Regions from separate parts of the Mus musculus genome. Here regions 2, 3, 4, 5, 6 and 7 are each linked to region 1. Evidence: chromatin contacts called from public Hi-C, HiChIP or PLAC-seq and promoter capture Hi-C data. All regions are on one chromosome and are shown on one strand. Each heading gives the region's core, a stretch centred on a gene start, on an enhancer-like site or on the middle of the called end of the contact. The rest is flanking DNA. Distances are from core to core; before and after follow the strand shown.

What was found. Promoter capture Hi-C pulls out the DNA fragments that hold promoters and counts their contacts. A called contact is a pair of places that touch in the nucleus more often than the background predicts. HiChIP or PLAC-seq counts read pairs in DNA pulled down with a chosen protein or histone mark.
Region 2: a contact with region 1 is called in a Hi-C map of the N1E-115 cell line, with 7 times the contacts expected there. The contact joins the enhancer-like site here to the promoter of Samd5 in region 1. A contact is called at or near these places in 8 of 39 promoter capture datasets (the 3T3-L1 cell line, embryonic stem cells, hippocampal neurons and 3 more), 3 of 484 Hi-C or Micro-C datasets (the N1E-115 cell line and cerebral cortex), 8 of 115 datasets of contacts at active chromatin or transcription factors (embryonic forebrain, embryonic hindbrain, embryonic midbrain and 5 more) and 2 of 9 other capture datasets (adipose tissue and embryonic stem cells).
Region 3: a promoter capture Hi-C map of hippocampal neurons shows a contact between it and region 1, with 4 times the contacts expected there. The contact joins the enhancer-like site here to the promoter of Samd5 in region 1. A contact is called at or near these places in 6 of 39 promoter capture datasets (the 3T3-L1 cell line, embryonic stem cells, hippocampal neurons and 1 more), 9 of 115 datasets of contacts at active chromatin or transcription factors (SST interneurons, embryonic forebrain, embryonic hindbrain and 5 more) and 2 of 9 other capture datasets (adipose tissue and embryonic stem cells).
Region 4: a Hi-C map of the N1E-115 cell line shows a contact between it and region 1, with 4 times the contacts expected there. The contact joins the enhancer-like site here to the promoter of Samd5 in region 1. A contact is called at or near these places in 8 of 39 promoter capture datasets (the 3T3-L1 cell line, 3T3-L1-derived adipocytes, cranial neural crest and 3 more), 5 of 484 Hi-C or Micro-C datasets (the N1E-115 cell line, cortical neurons and uterus), 9 of 115 datasets of contacts at active chromatin or transcription factors (craniofacial prominence, embryonic basal ganglia, embryonic forebrain and 6 more) and 2 of 9 other capture datasets (adipose tissue and embryonic stem cells).
Region 5: an H3K4me3 HiChIP or PLAC-seq map of craniofacial prominence shows a contact between it and region 1, with 4 times the contacts expected there. The contact joins the enhancer-like site here to the promoter of Samd5 in region 1. A contact is called at or near these places in 9 of 39 promoter capture datasets (the 3T3-L1 cell line, the HPC-7 cell line, HPC-7-derived erythroid cells and 5 more), 1 of 15 datasets of contacts at CTCF or cohesin (stem cell-derived epiblast-like cells), 7 of 484 Hi-C or Micro-C datasets (the HL-1 cell line, the NIH/3T3 cell line, cerebellar granule neurons and 4 more), 6 of 115 datasets of contacts at active chromatin or transcription factors (SST interneurons, craniofacial prominence, embryonic forebrain and 3 more) and 1 of 9 other capture datasets (embryonic stem cells).
Region 6: an H3K4me3 HiChIP or PLAC-seq map of embryonic forebrain shows a contact between it and region 1, with 6 times the contacts expected there. The contact joins the enhancer-like site here to the promoter of Samd5 in region 1. A contact is called at or near these places in 7 of 39 promoter capture datasets (the 3T3-L1 cell line, 3T3-L1-derived adipocytes, cranial neural crest and 3 more), 10 of 484 Hi-C or Micro-C datasets (the HL-1 cell line, the N1E-115 cell line, Sertoli cells and 6 more), 12 of 115 datasets of contacts at active chromatin or transcription factors (SST interneurons, craniofacial prominence, embryonic basal ganglia and 8 more) and 2 of 9 other capture datasets (embryonic stem cells and pancreatic islet).
Region 7: a contact with region 1 is called in an H3K4me3 HiChIP or PLAC-seq map of forebrain, with 6 times the contacts expected there. The contact joins the enhancer-like site here to the promoter of Samd5 in region 1. A contact is called at or near these places in 4 of 39 promoter capture datasets (cranial neural crest, frontonasal cranial neural crest, liver and 1 more), 2 of 484 Hi-C or Micro-C datasets (cerebral cortex and embryonic stem cells), 9 of 115 datasets of contacts at active chromatin or transcription factors (craniofacial prominence, embryonic basal ganglia, embryonic forebrain and 6 more) and 2 of 9 other capture datasets (embryonic stem cells and pancreatic islet).

Annotation. Positions count from the first base shown.
Region 1 is chr10:9,673,835-9,676,534 of GRCm38.p6, forward strand. It overlaps Samd5 (sterile alpha motif domain containing 5), which reads right to left and starts at 1,374. Exons shown (of 2, transcript NM_177271.3): 1 at 671-1,374. The coding sequence starts at 1,129.
Region 2 is chr10:9,309,077-9,311,776 of GRCm38.p6, forward strand. It overlaps a transcript of Samd5 not described here. Among named protein-coding and RNA genes, the nearest start is that of Gm48750, 41 kb to the right of the region's middle. Within about 2 kb of position 1,330, at least 8 of the 459 cell types and tissues checked have an H3K27ac peak or open chromatin away from gene starts, as enhancers often do. A contact at or near this core is called in the N1E-115 cell line, where this site is marked.
Region 3 is chr10:9,330,476-9,333,175 of GRCm38.p6, forward strand. It overlaps a transcript of Samd5 not described here. Among named protein-coding and RNA genes, the nearest start is that of Gm48750, 19 kb to the right of the region's middle. Within about 2 kb of position 1,361, at least 10 of the 459 cell types and tissues checked have an H3K27ac peak or open chromatin away from gene starts, as enhancers often do.
Region 4 is chr10:9,232,265-9,234,964 of GRCm38.p6, forward strand. No RefSeq gene overlaps it. Among named protein-coding and RNA genes, the nearest start is that of Gm48750, 120 kb to the right of the region's middle. Within about 2 kb of position 1,332, at least 5 of the 459 cell types and tissues checked have an H3K27ac peak or open chromatin away from gene starts, as enhancers often do. A contact at or near this core is called in the N1E-115 cell line, where this site is marked.
Region 5 is chr10:9,399,981-9,402,680 of GRCm38.p6, forward strand. It overlaps a transcript of Samd5 not described here. Among named protein-coding and RNA genes, the nearest start is that of Gm48750, 50 kb to the left of the region's middle. Within about 2 kb of position 1,426, at least 6 of the 459 cell types and tissues checked have an H3K27ac peak or open chromatin away from gene starts, as enhancers often do. A contact at or near this core is called in craniofacial prominence, where this site is marked.
Region 6 is chr10:9,271,227-9,273,926 of GRCm38.p6, forward strand. It overlaps a transcript of Samd5 not described here. Among named protein-coding and RNA genes, the nearest start is that of Gm48750, 78 kb to the right of the region's middle. Within about 2 kb of position 1,260, at least 38 of the 459 cell types and tissues checked have an H3K27ac peak or open chromatin away from gene starts, as enhancers often do. A contact at or near this core is called in craniofacial prominence, embryonic forebrain, neural tube and 2 more, where this site is marked.
Region 7 is chr10:9,202,841-9,205,540 of GRCm38.p6, forward strand. No RefSeq gene overlaps it. Among named protein-coding and RNA genes, the nearest start is that of Gm48750, 150 kb to the right of the region's middle. Within about 2 kb of position 1,436, at least 12 of the 459 cell types and tissues checked have an H3K27ac peak or open chromatin away from gene starts, as enhancers often do. A contact at or near this core is called in forebrain, where this site is marked.

The DNA of each region.
Region 1 (2,700 bases), core at 124-2,623:
GTGATACCACAGACCCCAGATGACCCGTTTGCTCAGCATCCCATTACCCGGAATCCTTAAGCTTTAGGAGCCTCCTGTGAATAGGCACAAGTTTTGTGTTTAGCACGCCCCCCCCCCCCACCACCACCACACACACATAGGTTCCTGTTAATGGGACACTTCTCCATAGCATGGAATTGAGAACAGCAGGCCCTGAATTCCCCTACTCCTTTGGCAATAGTCACCCACTCCTCTTGGAAGTTTCTCAAAACTCAGAAGAAAAAAGTAAAGAAAAAGAGGAAGGTTGAAAATAAGGCAGATGTGACCCATCTTTTTTTTTTTTTTCACTCTTCCAAGCCAGACACTACTAGAGGCATTAGGATTTCCCAGAGGCATTAGGATTTCCCGGTGGCCACCAAAAGCAAGCACCCATTGCTCAGAACCTGACAATCGAGCCCATATGCTAGGGTGCTGTTAAGAGTTGTCTACATGCAAAATATGAGTGAGCAGCTATTATTAGAGACGCCAGCACAGAAGGAATAGATAGATAACGCAGAAAACGGGAGAACCAGACACCCCGAACACCCTGGTTTCTCAATTGTCACCTAGACTGACTGCTGAGCCGCTGCAGAAGCTCCAGGCCTGGTTCCCTCCCGCCATGCCCAAGGTCGCCCTGGCGGGGCCTCCTTACCTTGCGTGAGTATGGGGGTTTGCTCAGGTGGATGCCATCGCGGACCAGCTTATCCCGGATCATGATCTTCAGCTTCAGCTTAGGGTAGCTCACCAGCTCCCTGCTGCAGGGAGCGCCCGGCTGGCCACGGGGGTCCCCGCGAGTGCCCTGGGCTGAGCTGCCACATGGCTCCCCCCGGCGGCCTGGGGGCACCGCTTCTACCAGCGGTGCCGGTGGCACGGGCTGCGGTTCAAGGGTGAAGTAGAGGCCGGCAGCGGCCGCATCCTGTTCCCGCAGCCGGTGCACAGCCTCTAGGATGCGCCGGCGGTGCGCGGGAGCCAGCACCCCGATGGCGTCCAGGTCCGGGTCTCCGATCTGCTTGCACACTTCCAGGTCATCGTAGCCATTATCCACGAAGGACTCAGCGTACTGTGGGAGCTGTAACGCTTTCAGCCACTCGTAAACTATGTTGGTGCACATGGCTGAGACTCGGAACTCGCCAGCGAGTACCCAAGTGACACGGGCGGCACCAGTTCTTGCAACTTTTAATCCTCTCCTGGAAAGGGGTGGGGAGAAGAAACAGCAGGAAAAGTTTCTCCCTTAGTGGTTAGGCTCCGGCCGCAGAGTCAGAGCCATAGAAAGCAGCCGGGGAGGGAGCGAGAGAAAACGAGGAGCGTCTAGCGGCGAAGTGGATTCCCCGAGCAGGCGCGGCGCTCGCGGGCACTGGCGGCTGGGCGAGCGGCTGGGCTCCGCGCCGCCCCTGGATGCGCGGCCACCGCGGGGAGGGGCGCGCAGGCGGGGCCGGGCACACCCCTCGCACCCGCGCGGGTCACCGTCGCGCTGCGCCGCCCAGGAGGTTCCCCAGCTGGGGCAGTCTGGGGAGTGCTCGCTGCATGTCGCTATCTGGCCGGCTCCGTGGACGTCTGCAACCGGGTCCCACGCCGTGGAGGCGGCTCCGGCGGGCAGACCGGTGGATGATGGCGAGCGCCTGGTCTGTGCGCTTGTCAGTCACTGTCGTTCCCGGGGTCACGGTGACCCGGTGGCTATTAAGCTTCCGGACTCCGGTGGCTGCCCTGGATATCTTTCGACATTTCTTTTGAATCCGACTTCTCCAAACCCCTAGATTTTTTTTTCTTCGCTCAGTTCCCAAGCCAGTGGGTACTCTCGCCTGGGTGTCCAAGGGGAGGACCCGGTCACTGGTCCTGAGAGAAGCTGTTGAGTCCAGTGTCCCTTCTCCTTTCCCGATGCACGTAGAATGTCCTTTCAAAGGAGCGGGTTGCTAAGGCTCCACAGGCACGGTGTGTCTGGCTCTGTGGTGCTGCGCTCTGTGCCCCAAGCAGCTGCGTTTTGGCAGCAGGGTGGGAGCGACGTGGGGACTGTCCAGCCTGATGGGCGCGAGGCCCCTCCTCGCTATAACTAGTCACACCGGGTGGGTGTCGGGAGGGGCACGACTGCTCCCGATTGCCTCTCCCTCCAAGGCCATCTGACCTGCGAAAGTTTGGGGTGGGTTGTTACTTTCTCCTCCTCGGTCAGCGCATCCCTACCTGATCGGCATCCCTCCCCACCCCCACCTTCCTTCCAGCCACACAAGCACACCGCGTTGTGTCAGACCCCCTCAATCTCTCCCTGCCTTTTTGCTTTCTATTCACTTCGCGTTACAGCTCTTCTGCCCCAGGTGGCTCCCTGCCCAGGGACAAGAGAGGTTTTCTGCCTCCGAGACAGGGACCACAGCCGACTCCCCCTTCTCTGCCCCAGGGTCGCGTGTTAATTGATACACCACCACATACACCACCACGCAGCTGTGTTAAAGAGAACACTAGGGCATCTAGCACTTCTGCCTAGATGGGAGTAACAAAATTAACCGAGATTCCCTCCTGGTGCCCATGGCCCAGCTTTGAATGGAGGCGGGGGAGTGGGGAGGAGAAGGGCGACCCCCCGGAGTTCCTAGGCCTCTTTTCACTTCGTCTGATCTTTGGGGAAGCAGTTAGAACCTTAAGAAACCTTGCAGGCAGCAACAATTTCCTTTTCACAAAAGTAACACTCAGCTTCAC
Region 2 (2,700 bases), core at 80-2,579, 360 kb before region 1:
ATCATCTCTTACTGCACTACAGCCAATGATAAGAATGAGCGTAAGCAGCAGAGGAAACCGTGTAAGTTCCACAGACATAGAGCAGTCCTGTCTGAGCTCTGAGGGGATGTTGGCTGACAGCTGCCTTATCTGTATAACGATTCTGCCCAGTCATTCAAATGTGAGATAAGTGTACTTTAGATAATGCACGATTTCAATTAATTCCTTTGAGCACATGGGTATATAGAGATAAAAATGAATAAAGAAATATCAGCTGACAAATACTGACTGCATACTCTAGACTAGGCACTGTTCTTTTTAAGACTTTCATTCATTCATTCATTCATTCATTCATTCATTCATTCGCTTTTTGATAGCACAGACAGGTAGTGAACAACTATGTAGCCAAGGACAGTCTTGAACTTCTGGTCTTTCTGTCTCTCCCTACTAAGTGTGAAATTACAAGTATGTACCACGACACATGGTTTATATAGTACTGGGGATTGAACCCAGTTGTCCATGCATTCTAGACTGGTACTTTAAATCTCTAACCCACTAAAACTTTTTTTTAAGGAAAAGAACACAAAATTGAGTGAGTCGGGAAGGGTTGATAAGGAGTGAAGAGTGAATTTGACCAAAACATAGTGTATAATAAATACAATCAAAGAACTAATAAGACTATATAGTCTTAAAATATATACACATATGTAATAGTTTAATTTTCCCATCTCTTTGAGATTGCTGTTATCCGATTTCCCAGACAAAGAAACTAATGCACAGAGCTATTAAGTGTTTCAATCAGCATGATACAGTTAGGAGTTAGTGACACTATACTTTGAATCCTGCCAACATAGTCAAAGGGATTAGCAGTACTTATTCTATGAGTAAGCGCAACAATATGCCTGCTTCAAATAAGCCAGATTTTGAGCCCTCAGAAAGCTACCCAGGTAGGAACAACAAATTAACATATGTATATAACAAATTTTAGTCTGTTTATCTTCATCATAAAGATAAACCGGATTAGTCAAAGTATTTATACAGAATAATAATTTCCCTAAAGACCAACTATTAATTTTATCCTCTAATAGTGAATGACGTGGCCTTTCTAGGTAACAGAGGAAATCATCTGGCCCCTGTCCTTCTATGGATCTTCTAAGAAGAGGTTAGCATGCTGTATTAGAGTAGGTGAGCTGCTTTCATTTAGAATAGCATAAATAACTGGCATGATTAGTAAGAAAATTGCATCAATGCTTTTCCAGAATTGTCTCGGAAACTACTCTAGTTCCTCATTTCCCTTTGGCAGATGACCTGCTGACCAAGCCTCCATTAGACATCTTTCTCATATGTCACCTATTTCCACATCACATCCCAGGGCCACAACGTTCATTACAAGGGCTGGTTTTACCGCTGCACACTGCTCATTATAAGTGACCTGTGTGCGTGCATTTACATCAGCAGCAAAATGACAGAAGACAAAATAGCAGAATTGGCTCATTTCCCAGTGAGCTTTTGCCAATTCCCTATGTGTCTCAGAGAATGCATTGTGGCTTATAAACCCTTATCAACTCAACATCAGGGAAACAATCACAATCTCTGGTTGGCATGAGCGATTTGAGTATATTGTAGCAATGTATTCCATCCTTCCAACGCCTTTCCATCCTCTTTGGAAGCCTGGCAGATATGGTGTTTCCTCTGTACTCATTCCACATTCACAATTGTTCCATGGTACAGACTGTTGGTGGAGCTTTAAGAAAATGCAGATTAGGACTTAGTCATCCACACTCTGTAGGGGCTAAGACTTCCTTAAAGCACACAAAGGCCAAAACCATTATCAAGTAGATGCTCTTTGTCTCTCACAGCACTAATTGGCCTCTCAATTCTATTGTTCTTTCTTTCTCCAGGACCCTTCACTGTCCCGGAGAAAGGGACAGCAGTCTCCCTTGGACTCTTCCAAAATGTCTGCTAGAAGTTAACCCAGATGAGCAATGCAGCGATTTGAGTTTGGTAGGGATAATTTAACTGTGCCTGTAGTGTGAACTTGTCTATTTAACTGTTGCTGTTAAACATTAACTGAAGTTCCAGAAAGCAAACAGAAGAGGTTTTAATGGGGAGGAGATTTTCCTGAAACTCTTAAAATCATTCCATACCCAGAGAAAATATTCAAGTAACTATAAATGTGTCACGTAGATAATGTGCCAAACGTGCTAGTGTGGATGGGCAGAGTAAGACAAGGGGAAGTGCCAAGGTCTGGGGCACACTGGAGACCACACATATCTCTACAGACCCTACTGGTTTTTCAGATCAAGAATACAAGAGGAATGCCCAAATGTACATAACTATTATTTACTTAAGAACAAAGCTTACAAATTGTGTGAGAGCACTATGTATACAAAACTAGCCTTGTCTGGTGTATTTTTAAATACAAGTGTTGAAAATGTACTTCAGTAGCTTCTCAGGTTTAAATAATAGCAAGGAATTAAATATCTACACATACTCTATAAGCCTTATAAACATTCTGTAGGATCTACGCACCTACCTTGAATAGTCTCCATCCCTTCTCAACGTACCTAGAGTTCTACACCTCTTGTATATTTAGGCTATACAAATAATCCCAAATGGATCTAGTCCAGAGCTAGCCATTAACAAGTTGCATGAGGAAATTGATTTATAATTTTCAATGCAAGGTTAATATGCAAGGTTATTTGATTTTCATACTCACTA
Region 3 (2,700 bases), core at 111-2,610, 340 kb before region 1:
TCATTCCTGTGTAAATTAAAATGATCCTCTGCACAGATGCAAAAGAACTCATCCAAGTAGAAACATTTACATGTAATTTACAGAGTGTTTTCTCCCTTGGAAGCAATTGCTTCCCCCAGAATCATAAAAACCTACACTTTAAATGTTGACTAATGCTCAAAGACACTGAACCAAGCTAATAAACTTCACAAATTGAAAGAGATCCAAATGGGAAAATGGGAAATAACCATATATTTTGATCTTCTCAAGAAATGTTTATCTGATAGCAATTTTAGGTACTGTATTAGGCAAATTACTTAAATTGTAATTACCTATCTTAAATTTTTTCCCTAATGATAGGGCAAGATATATATATATATATATATATATATATATATATATATATATGCTTGTGTGTATGAATATATACAGGTGAATGTCTGTATATGTATAAATATAAACACTAGATATGTATCTTCTAATGCGGATGCTTGAATTCCATGCTGAGGTTTTGTTTCCCATGTTTTACTTGGCTCTCATACTGACACGCTCATAATAATGACTTATCTGTCATTAGAAGAGCAGTTTTGCTGAACTGGAGGCCCATCAACACAGTGAGTGACTTGGCTAGAGCTACCCAACGTGGAAAACACGAGAAGGTTTTGCTTAGAGCATGTACAATGCTTTCATCCCTGTGTTCACTGCTTGTAACTTTGGTTAGTAGGGCTAATCATTCCCCTACCTGTTCCATAAATTCCATATCTGTGACATGAAAATAATAAACAGATACCGTTAGTCATTGTTCTGAGGATAAACAAGGTACTTCCAGCTCTGTGTCTAGGGAAATGCCCGGAAATGAAGGGATAAATATTGGGAATAATTAATCCTTAGATTTAGGATGTTACTGCAGCTGAGACTTCTGCAGCTCTGGCTAAAAGAGAGTTGGGATACAGAAAGAATTCTCATTGTCTTATCCACAGAAGCCTCCTTCCACCAGGAGAAAGATATTCACTGAGCAAGGCCCTCCAAGAGGATTCACTTTTCTATTTAGATGAGGCATTCAAACTCATGGGTGAGACATCCCTGACTGGGACCACCTTCAGTGCTTCCAAACTCCTCTAAAGTTATAGTATTTATTTATTCATTTTTTAATATGGCAAATCCTCACTCTCAAGGCCAAGGGCATCAGGTTGAATCCATGCTCCCTAAGGGTTTTGCTGTGAGAAGCTGAAGTTAACGTATCTTGATTCAGCTTCTGGTGGTCAGGTCTGAGGGCGGTAAGCAATTTTAGCAGGGCTGCTGTTTTGGCAGGTCTCATGGGGCTATTGCTCTGTGCTCCGATCTGATGGGAGCAGACACTTAGGTATTGAGATGCAGAGCACAGCCAGCAGCTATTGTGTACTGTGGCAAGGGAAGAGCTTGAGAGGTTTTAGTCTCTGACAAGCAGGATTCAAGCTGGCACTTTGTTATGAAAATCAGGTGCCAGAGGGACACCTCCCCTGTGGGGAGGGCCTAGTATAAGATGGCAGGTAAGCAGAGATGCTCTTAGATGCGGTGTCTGCTCCTCAGGGAGGATGTGACAAGGCCACTGAAGAAGGTGAGGGTCTGATATACCATTTATCTATCTCTGCCACAGGGACCCCTGACAGCGGCGTTGGAGAAAGCCTCATTTTGAGCACAGCAGCTTCTAAGCAGATGCCTTCTTCGCTCAGACTCCTCTTGGATAATGAACCGCCTCAGCTTGGTGCACTGATGTGCATCAAACTTGCTCAGGGTATTAGGAGTTCCTGACAAAACAAAACCAACCAAGTAACCAACCAACCAACAACCAACATCAACAAACTTCAAAATAAAACAAAGATCTTGGCTTTCCTGTAATTGCTACAGAGCTGTCATTTCTGGGAATAAATAGCCCATGGTTTTCTTCCTGTTCACGCCCCTCCTGGGTTGAATCAGGTCATCCATATGGAAGAGGGGCTCATCGTGTGTGTGTGTGTGTGTGTGTGTGTGTGTGTGTGTGTGTGTCTGTGTGTCTGTGTGTTTGTGTGTGTGTGCGTGCCCTCTTTATCGCATGCAGATATGCACCCTGCTTCCTCAGCAATCTCTGTCAAGCTCTTCCAATGAAAAATGTAAAAGGAGACTAGATCTAGCCAGGGTCTATTGAGACTGCAGAACTGCATTCTTGGTAGGTCAGGCCCTGGAAACGAGAAGGATCTGAATCTGCAAACCTTATAAAACCACATAAAAAAGCATATATGGTGTCTAATATATTACATATAAATCTGTTTTATGTATAAGTGAGCTGGAATACTTCTCCAAAGACTCTAACCCACATTTTGATTCTGTTCTAGAACTGTCTTCTAGAAACTCCCTGTTTAGTCAGCGGGGTGATAGAAAGCACGCAGGATGCTAGTGTTGTGATCATAAAAAAGAGAAAGCGGGGTGTGGGGGAAGGGGGTGCCTCAGCCACCCTATGCTGAGGCACCCCCTTCCCCCTGAGAGACCAGCCACACACTGGCATAGTATAGAATAGAGTTTATTCAGGGCATGGGGAGGGAAGTTAAAGGAGTAGTAGAGGCAGAGAAAGACAGAGAGAAGGAGAGTAGAGAAATGGAGGCCGGCCATGACCACGTAGAGAGAGGGGGAAAGAAAGGGGAGCAAGGGGGCAAAAGGCAAGAGAGAGAGAGAGAGAGAGAGAGAGAGAGAGAGGGGAGGGCAAGC
Region 4 (2,700 bases), core at 82-2,581, 440 kb before region 1:
GTGGAGTTAAGTTCCCCTTTCCAGTAAATCATTACAAACCACTGTTGAGGGCTTGACAGTCACTGTGCTAATTGTCTGGGAATCGACAGCTAATTGCAGTCACAGCAAACAGCAGTCTTTGCCGTGAGGGAGCAAAAATTCTGATCAATGCAATCAGGAGAAAACAAAATCATTCCAGTGTGATGAATGTGAAATAAAAGAGTATTCTTCGGTGGACAAGCTGGGGGCTGGGAGGTACCTCAAAAGAGAAGGCGTATGTTCCAGGCCTTGAATGGAAAAGATGCGGATTACTCTGTTCCAGGAAGGAAGACAAGGTGAAAAGGGAAAGATTGTGGGTTGGAATCATGCGCATGGGTACTTGGCAGAGGAAGCTTGTCATTAGAGTCAGGCTCAAGATTCAAGGCTACCTCACCGCAGGGTTGTTCTCCTGGGGTTACTGATGATACAACTGTGTCTGAGTTTTAGATGTTCTTGGGGCACCAAGAAAATGAAGAGGTAGCCAGCTTTTCCTGAGATAACGTTATCACCCAGGGAGCAGCCATGGGCTAAATTAAGGCAGGTGACAAAGTCCCAATAGTACTTTCAAGAACACCAGGCTACATCATACTTTTTCACATGGTAGAGTTTTGCAGGGTATGTGACAGAAAGAAAAAATTGTGTAGGTGACAAAGTTCTGATGTCTGTGGGCTTGGACGTTATAAGTACCACTGAAGAACAGATTAGACGAGTTCTTTATTCCTTTTCTGAATCCAGCTCCTCATCATTAAAATGATGGGATGGGTGGTGCTCCTCTCATGGACTGAGTGTAGAAAAAAATCAGATAATGCACATGGATTGTGTGGGGCAGCAAATGAAGCATCTTAGTTACCATCTTTATACCTGCGCTCTGACTACATGATTGATCTGCAGGTACACCTCACCGCAGGGGTACCACAGACACCCTGTACGTGTCTATGCATGGTGGGCAGTGAGATGCCTATGTGTTTTTATAAATATGCTTTTGTGGAGTTGTACATTCCATGGTATCTGCTGCGAGTGAAGAAGAGGTGCAGTGTGCATGGTTATAGGCACACACTTTCATGTATGTGGCTATACTGGGACCCCAGTCTCCCTTCCCCAGCTCCCCAGCAATCCACACTCTCCAAAACTCTCTAGGGGATCCTTTCTTGGATTTCCTCGCCTCACTGTGACCCAGCCATTTAAAGGTTCAGATTTTTATTTACTGTAAAACCAAATTTAAAACACAAAACTTAAGAGCTAGACACAGGGAAGAACAACATATCTGAGGAGTGTCAAAGAATCGTGTCTGTGAGTTGACTTCTCTGTTCTCAGACATCTTGATTGCTAAAATTGGATGCACATTCTTGCTATCATCATTGAAAAACACTGTAGGCTTAAATGCTTTCTATATTTAGGGGAAATCATCTCCATCAACTATCTACAAAGAAAAAAATGCATTGAGCTCTCAAAGATCTTTGCAAAAGTAAGAAAACAAACTTTCAGTCCTTTATGGGGGAAGTTTTGAGATAACATTAAACCTTTCTTTGCAATTTTCGACAGGTATTTCCAGAAGCAAGCAGGGAAACTGCCCTGTTGTTCAAGTCATTTTTGAAAACAACTCTTGCTTCCAACTGAAATGTGGGGAATGAATGCCAGGCATCCCCTATGTTAATCCTATCTCCCCAGAGCATCTTACTCTAGTAGAAGGATTTATTGAACTGTGAGTCAGCCAGCAGTTGCTTGGTTCGTTGAGTGCACTGTGAGAACCCTCCCTCCAAAGCAGCGTGTTCTCATTCTTAATGGCAAACGCTGCTCTGTCACTCGCTAACTCTCCAAAATGTCTGCACCAAAGGACGGAAAGAACATTAATTTTGGTGCCAAGATCCAGGCTCAAGGATAGCTCTCTAGGTGTAGCTCCTGGACAAATGGCAACCTTTATTCATGTTATAAAGTATAGATATACTACATAATTCATTGGCTTTTTAAGGAGGTTCAAAAAAAGGAATATGTAAAACAAACAAAACAAAATAAAAAAGAAAAGAAAAGAAAAGAAAAGAAAAACCACCTGTCTTATTGTCTGATCTAGAAGAGGCTTCAGAGCAGGAGGTATGATTATTCTATTATTCTGTCAGCACTGGTGAGATGAAAATATATCTATTCAGTTCATCTAACTTATGGATATATATAGGGTAATAGAATTTTGTGGTCAATTTTAAAATTCTCATTGCTATTATAATTTACCAGGTATCATCAACAGGTTCAGTTTCTAGAACTCAGACAAGAAAATAGAACTATTCCTTCCCAAAGCATCACACAGATTGGTATACCATTTGATCACTGCAGGGGTCATATAGAAATGAGATCTAGAGACACGATAGTCCTCTGCTCTGTAGCTTTGATGTCCAACATTTCTGTTCCCTGTGGTCAACTTCAGTTCAAAAATATTAATAGAATAGAATAATGTCTCCATTTTGAGCAGCCAGATGAAACCATCTGAACTGCTTTGGAACTGCTTTGGGCATGATTAATCCCATTGTCCAATGTATCTACTCTATATGTACTACTTTCTTAGTAGGCCCCTGGAAGCTGTCCTTGGGTGAAAGATCATCTGCTGTCATTGTACCACAAAGCATGTGGTCAAGTAATGATTGATATACTTAACAATGGACCCAAAGCACAATAGTAGTGAGGCATAGGAGA
Region 5 (2,700 bases), core at 176-2,675, 270 kb before region 1:
ATCCTTAGATCTTGGATCTCTGTTCTCTCCTTATTTTTGTGCTGTGATGCAAGACATTAGGAGAGCAAGAAAGCCCCCATCTCCACCATAACTGTGGGAATTACATAGATGCACACATCTCTGGGCCGCAGGCCCTCCCCTTACCTGCTATTCTAACTCTTGATGTCCTTATCATCACCTCATTTCATTTCTCTGGCATGTGACTTTTCCAGAGATATTGATCATCACTGAACTTCCCTGGAATTCATTCATATATTTCCTCCTCCCCCCCCCCCATTCCTACAATTCTGTCTCTATGTTTGTTATAATAGCAAGAATATGGCTACCTTGAAGAAACGGGTAAAAGTAACTGAATATGGCCTGGAAATGTCTGACGACATCAGCCTGTGAGGTTGGAGAGGAACGAGGGAAGTGGAGGTCCCCTAAGGGGTAAGCACAACGAGCTTGTTTTCACAATTGGGACCCTGGATCATAACCAAGTTACTAACTCTCTCAGTGCTGGGCCCTTTGCTGCTTCTCCTTAGGCCAGCCATACGTTCAGGTAGTGATAAGCCTTCCTGGGAGAAGAGTGGGTACACGTGTGTTAAGACCTATGCTCAGTCATGCTCCATTTTCCTTTCTTTTCTAACTTTCTGAAGGAAATGGTGGGTCGTAGCCTCCCATAAGCCTGAAGCAGGCTGAGCCAGGCTTGACTTTGTTGCCACTAAGGAGATCACCTGGGGTGGAGCCGCCTCCCTGAATCACTCTATTGTTCTGCCACTGCCTCTGCTGCTACCTGCTGCCTAGCTGTTCCGGAGCCTACACGTGGTCACCTGCAGCTGGGCTCCAAGGATGATTTGGCGGGAATGGGCTTCCCCTCTCCTTTATAAAGCGTGTCCGCCATTAAAAATTTGAACCTTGAGCAGACTAGTTGTCTTGGTTCCATTATTTCTCAACCCGCCTAGATCCCCTCTTTTCCAGATTCCAAGATGCCTTCCAGGCTCGAACCTGGACATGAGAGCCGCAGGCTGGCCTCAACAGTGGGTAAAGAGCAAAGTGGCATTCCCTGGCTTCAGCACGTAGAGAGGTTTGTGCAGACGCCGTCTGACACAGCACACCGCACGTGCTCTCTATTATTGAAGTAATAAGGCCCGGGCAAGAAGTGCTTGCATTTAAAGCATGCAATTTGCTAAGTGGTTCCTTATGTACATCTCTCTAAAGCATCACCATAGCCAAGTCGGCAAGCATATATGTCATTCCCCAATGTCCCCATGCCCCTTTGCCCAGCGCATTGGACATTTTGAGCATTAGCTGAATGGAAAAACAAACAAGAACAAACATTGGCTTCGTTCTTCAAAAGCTCTCACAGCGTGCACACACTGCCTTCTCTTAGAAGGTCCTCAGGGAAGACCTCACAGATTTAATTACTTAACATTCAAACTGGCTTCGCCTCCCCATTTATTCCTTAGGCAGGCATTGTACATGCCTACCCCCACCCTCCCTCCTCCCTATGTCTCCCCCTCCTCTGTGTTCATATGCTCATCGCACCTCCATGTGCTGCATACTCAAGTGTTTTTTTGTTTTTATCTTTCTCCCACAAACTAAACAGCATGTTTAACTGAAATGAATTTGGGATACCATTTCTGTTTAGTGAAGCAAGATTATTTTTTCACAAGATGAAACCAACCTTTCTGTCACATTCTAGTCCTAGGCATGGTAACTCTTTGACTAGAATTCCAACTAATATGTATCATGATGATTATGCAAAGGAGTCAACTGCATTGCATCTGGAAACACACGAACCTGCTCCAAACAATTAGCTCTTGTCACCTCACTGTGTAACAACTGAAAGACAAAAAGTCTCTCCAGGGTCCTATGGCCTCGTGACCTGAGTGCTTGCATGTTGCCATCTACAGGGTTCTTGGACATAGGCAAAGCCAAACTTCCTTAGAAATTAATACTCTGATTCTTCTGCCTTGTATGATTATCTTTTCATAAGCATACAACCGTGATATGACAGGACCGTTTTTCTGTCTTTTCGTACTGCTAAAGTGATTTTTCTCTGTAGTACAGATAGTGAGACCTTGGCTGATAGATAAGAGTATTTGTTCAGGAGAAGACACTGTGGCACACATCGGAGGCCACTAATTTTCTGAAGGAATGTCTTCTCTCGACATCTGGCAACTGACAGAAGCATTAGTTGTCAATCACTCTGTTGTCTCTGAGATAGTACGTAGCTACTTTCCCTCATCATGCCCCTCTCAGATTTGAAAGAAAAACAATTTGCTTGAGCATTCATGAATTATCTTCTGTGTGAGTCTATTCAGAGTCTCATACAGTACTGGACCAACCCTGGGACAATGAGTATGTGAGGATTTTATAGAATGTTAAAGGAGTTATGGTGCACACACATGTTAACATGATGTCAAATGGCCTTCAGGGAGCTTCCACCGTGGCAGAAAAGTACACAATGCGCAAAAGATGGAGGACAGGGATATTGGTAGGAAGCCTGGAATACAGACATTTAGAGCCAAGGAATTTGGAGTTCTAGGCCCCCATTTTACTACTACTATTTATAACCTGCTCAAACAGTCTTTTTTACACCGGTAAGTGGTTCAATATATGGTCATCTCTTTCTTGAACTATTCTAGAGTCCCTTTGAAGCAACAGACAAACTTATTTTTTGTATTAGCATGAAGTTGGTACCTCATCACTGCTAAA
Region 6 (2,700 bases), core at 10-2,509, 400 kb before region 1:
TCATGGGACAAGAGGATCGATCTCCAGCTGATTGTAATCAGGAGGAGAGAGTAGCTCACTGTTGCTTCATTCGTTGGTTTAATTGGGAATTCTCCTAGCAAGCCTGTTATCATGCCATGGTTACCAGCCTACCACTGTAGCTGCAGATTTTCCGCAGGGAGCTTTTAGCCATCAACTAACAGATCAATACCTGTGCTTCGTAGGAGATGAGGTGTTCCCATAGCCACCACCCTGACCTCTTCGTTGCTCACAGCTGGAGGAGCTTCCCTCGGTTCCCAACCCTCTGCCTACCCGCTTGCTGATCGAAACAATGTTACTTAGAAGTTATGCAAAGAATTTAGTCACATGGACATCCTGATGGCTAAAGATCAAGTCAAAGAAGTCACATGACCAGGTCCTGCTTACATTTGCTTTTATTTTATATTTTCTTGGGAATCTAATAGTGCTCAGATGAGGCTGTGAAGAAGAGGGATTCTCTTCAAATCAGAAGCTCCTGAATCCAGAGCTTGAGGCAAATTTGTCCTGGTTTTGTTACCTCACCTTATCAGTAAATACATCGTATCTGTAAACGCCCCTGGTAAGAAAACAGATGGGGTGGAGGGGGGGGGGGCATCCACTTGGAGACAGGGTGGAATGGGGAGAAGGTGTGGGATGGGGAGCAGTGGGAGGGTGGATGGGGTGGGGAATGGAATATGGAGTGTAAAAAATGAATTACAAGTAAAATTGAATTTAAAAAAACTACGCATGTGTGAATGTGTGCACTCGCTCACAAACAACCAACCAATTTGGGCTTGTGACATGTTATGTTCCATCACAAACTCCTGTTTTCTCAGTTAATGCCATTTCAGAAACATTTTACTTTGGTTTTGTAGGTTTTTACGCCGAAATAACATTCTCACTAAGTTGCTTTGTATTGCAAACGGAACGAACTGAATCACATCAAACACCAGGGTAAATCCAACTGGATTGTTGTGAAATGTGCATGTGGTTAATGTCCCCATGTTTTTGCTCACAAATGCTAATTTTCTATGAAAGGAATGAATAGAGCACACCTCAAATGACTCCATTTCAGTATGAGTTATTACAGTGCTTGTGTGGTGAGCTGAAATCGAAGCTGACAAAGGCTGCCATGCTACTAACTCAGGACTTATTGTTACACGTACAAACATGTTTGGAATTCCAGTGCCAGCGAGGGTTACAGCTATCCAGAGCCAAGCTCTCCAGAGAGGAAATCTGCCAGAGCCCTTTTAGCCACATGCCTGTAGGAATTTGTGCACTTAATTAAATGCACAGACCAAGCAAGTGGCAGAGACAGCGCTTATTCATATGCTTGTCACGGGATCAGCAGATGGCATTGCATGAGGGGCTGAAATTCCCTAATGGCATGCATCACATTCTGCAGAACACATTGGACACAGGTAGCTATCACCTCTAATATCATATATATTATGCATATATATGATAAAGAAAAAAATATATATGCATGGAAGGAAAAGTCTATATGATGTTTCAGTGACCTAATTTTATTTTCTTTTTTCATTCATTAATTAATTTACATCACAATTTGAGCTTCCTCTCCCTCTTCTCCCTCCCCCTACCAAAAAAAAAGTTACAACAATTGATATGGCAAGGCCTCCTAACATGTTCTGACAAAATGTTAGTTATCATACACCTTTTGACTACAAGATGAGGCACTGTATACAACACATAATATTTGGTGACCTCTGTGGAACATATCCTGGAAGTTCATTTTGTTCCTAGGATTTTCCTAAGATTAAGGTTGCATCTGAACAGAAACTGTGCTGGTGAGATGTTATGTAGCCACACAGACACTCACAGTAAGAACAAGCAGGGAGACATGCAGCAGGTGAGTTGTGGCGAATAAACTTTAGCGGGGGAGTTCAACATCTGGTCTTCATCTCCTTGAGTGTGGTTTCCTTTAAACCCACTGAATATGAAAGGCATATCACTCCCTCTGTTATACAATAGAAAGGCCCCATCTTGCTAGCATGCTTTATGTGTGTGTGTGCTTATGCTGATGTATATGTATGTGTGCTCCTGGCTTTCAAGAAGTAATCTGCCCCGAAGTGTAGAACTGCAAAGCAAGGTCTCTAGATCAGACCAGACTCAAAGCTAATTTCCAGAAAGACCATGCTCTGACTAAAGAATTACAACCTCTACTCTCCCTTTCTGTCCATGCTCCAATATCAGCTTGCATGAGGGGATGAGGAACAAAGAATGAGCCAAATGCCAGTGACTAATGATTATCATAAAATGTCCATAGCCTCCTAAAGAGAACTGTAAGTCTCCAGAATTGGTTCACATATGAAGATGATGGGAATAGGCAGGCTTGGACAAGGCATAGAAACTCCCTAATCTTCGCACCATAGCTTCTCCTTTGCATTTCTTCCATTTAACTGCTCTTGGGTTAGGATGTTTACAATGCACTGCTGATAGTAATCAAAGCGTCTCCCCAAGTTATGCGAGTTATGCAATCTGCTCTAGTAGTTGGGAAAGGGAACCATGGGAGTCCTGGATTCTGCAGAAGAGTCAGACAGATGTATGAATACTCTGGGCCTCCAATCCCTAGGAGTGGCATCTGCAGACGGGGTGGGCTTGTGAGATGGATATCTTAAACTGGGAAAATAGCTTCAGAATGTAATTGAATTCTTGTATAACTAAGTAGTTGATATCCAAAGA
Region 7 (2,700 bases), core at 186-2,685, 470 kb before region 1:
CAAAGCAGTTCCAGAAGGAGAGGAAAGCAAGTTGCAGGTAGCAAGCATGAAGGGCATCATTGCGTAGATGATCCAAAGAGCCAGGGAAGAGCTTTTTCATTGGTCTTGTCTTCAAGTTCAAGTAAGGCTTCAGGGAGACAGCATGGGGATAGCTTTGTGTTAGTCTCCAGTGGACACACAGGCCTCTTTTAAACAGCAGCCCAGTTAGAAAGAACTGGGCTGGCCAGGCACTCAGGAGGTCTTTGATGAGTCAGTGGAATCTGCAGGGATGTTTGCAGAATTCTCTGTGTTCATTGAGCTTTATAGCTGTGTCTCTGTGTCCTGAAAATCACCAGACACTCCAAGAAGTGGAATTTTAGAAACCCCTGAAATAGGCCGTCTAACTAAAAAAAAAAAAAAAAAGTTTAAAATAGAGTGCCCCAGGAGCAAAGAAATTCAAGGAGGAAATGACTTTCCAGTTTCATTTCACATGGGGTCTGTGACTAGCGCATAGCAAAGGGTAATTATGCAAGATTCTCTTGAGGATCCCTCAGACTGGATCAAAGTGACTTGGGATAAGCATCCCAGGTGGGGCATTTTGTGTATGCTTTGTTTTTCTTCTGGAAAACTACAATCAGGAACTATTCTAGGAGGTAACAGTGAGGAATTGGCTGACTGTTCTACATGATCATGCCAAAAAGGAAATTACATGAATGAATGAACACGGTGAAAATGACAGACCTTCTGCTGCAGAGGAGGAGCGGCTGGCCAGAGTGTGCACCTATCTTTAGGATCCCAAGAAATAAGACAAGCCTTCTCATCATAACGGCACACAGTGTGGCTGCTTTCTCTTTCAATGTACTTCACCTATTGTGTGCGCGTGCACATGTGTACACACACACACACACACACACACACACACACACACACACACTGACAATAGACAGTATCCAGTCTAGAAGCATTATCAAGACTTCAAAATAGCTTCAGCTTCATACCTTTGCATTACTGTATTCTACAAGCCTGCCTGGATTAAACCATATGTAACTTACACTATCCTGTGATATACTACGAGTTAAGTTATTTCTGTGGGCAAAAAGCTTCATAGAGTAGGTGATTCCCACCTCTTGAAATTAGGAATATATTTGAATATTTTGAATAATTTTCTACAGAATTTAAGTTGATTTCACATTCATGTGTTCATTTCAGTGGATTTAAAAACAAGCTATCCCTCCTATAAAATATTTGTGATGTGCTTTACTGGGAACAAGAGAGAAAGATTATGTGTGTGTTGCGAGGTGGGGTCATATAAAAGACAAGACGGTCAGTTTATCTCATCGCAAATAAAACAAAATTCTTTAAGGCTCAAATGAGCCACAGGGGATAGCAATGTCTTCCATTAAAAAAAGCGTACAGAACGGAGCCATCTGTGTGGCAGGCCTGGGAAAGCAGAAGCGTGGGTGTCAGACCAGCTAGAGGCTGGGATGGAGCCTCTGGCAGCTCCTCTCTTGTAGTTCCATGCATAAGAGGTACTGGATTGGCAATCCTGAGTGATGGCTTCCTTCCCGATTATTGCCTGAGTTATTCTAGAACTGTTAGGCTTTTCATAGCACGAGTGATCTACTCATAGAATAAAAGAGATCTTAATAACAATTATCATATTTCATTTTAGTTTCATTTAAGAAGTAGGATTCTTTAAACAATTTGTTTTTTTTTTAACTTAGAATTTAGTCTGTTTAAATCTCGTTCAAAACTCATCTTCTTCAACCAAGACTATTTATAGCTAGCCCTAAAGTTAGTCGATGTTCTCCAAGTTTTCTTATGCTAGGTCTTAGAATATATTAAGTGGTCTTTTTCTCAGACCAAGAAGAGTAATGTCAGCAAAGCTTGAATTTGTCTCTGTAATATTTGAAGTGAAAATTCACTGTATGAGGCCAAATACCTTGGTCAGTAGGTAAAAGCACTTACCACTTTTACAGCGGACCTGAGTTTGGATCTGAGCACCCATGTCAGGTGGCTTATGACCACTTGTAACTCAAGCTACCAGAGAATCTGACAGCATGTCTGGCCTCCTTCACGGATTCCTTCATAGGCATGCAAACACTCACGAGACGAAAAGATATAACACACACACACACACACACACACACACACACACACACACACACACACTTAAAATAGTGCATATTTAAAAAAAAATTCTCTGGATGCTATAATTAGCTGACTTTTTAACACCTGGACTGTGCTGTGGCCATTGGAGAGGTTATAGAAATGTCCTTGTATAGTTTATCCAAGGCGAATGGATGGCAATGTAGATCAAGCCTATATTCCTACTACTTGAAAAGCTGGGACATTCCTCACGATCTCAGGCCACATAGTGTGCTCCTGAGCACAGTTAATACCAGGGCAGGACTGAGAAAGAGAAAAGCTTGACACTTTGCCTCACTTAGACAAAGTTCTGAATTAAAGAGGAAACACTGCAGTAACTTGACAGTCAGGACAAAGAAGACACCGCAGAGTACAAAAAGTAGCATCATAAGTATGTGGAAAACAGCTGCAGCCTGGCGTCTGCAGAGACTGTACAGTGCTCCCCAATACCTAATATTGAGATTTCTATAGCACCAAAGGGGGCATTACATTCATTAAGGTCAACAAGAGCTTGTTTGGCTAAATCTTCAACCAACAATGAAAAAAATATGAGGCAATGTCTTTCTGTGACCT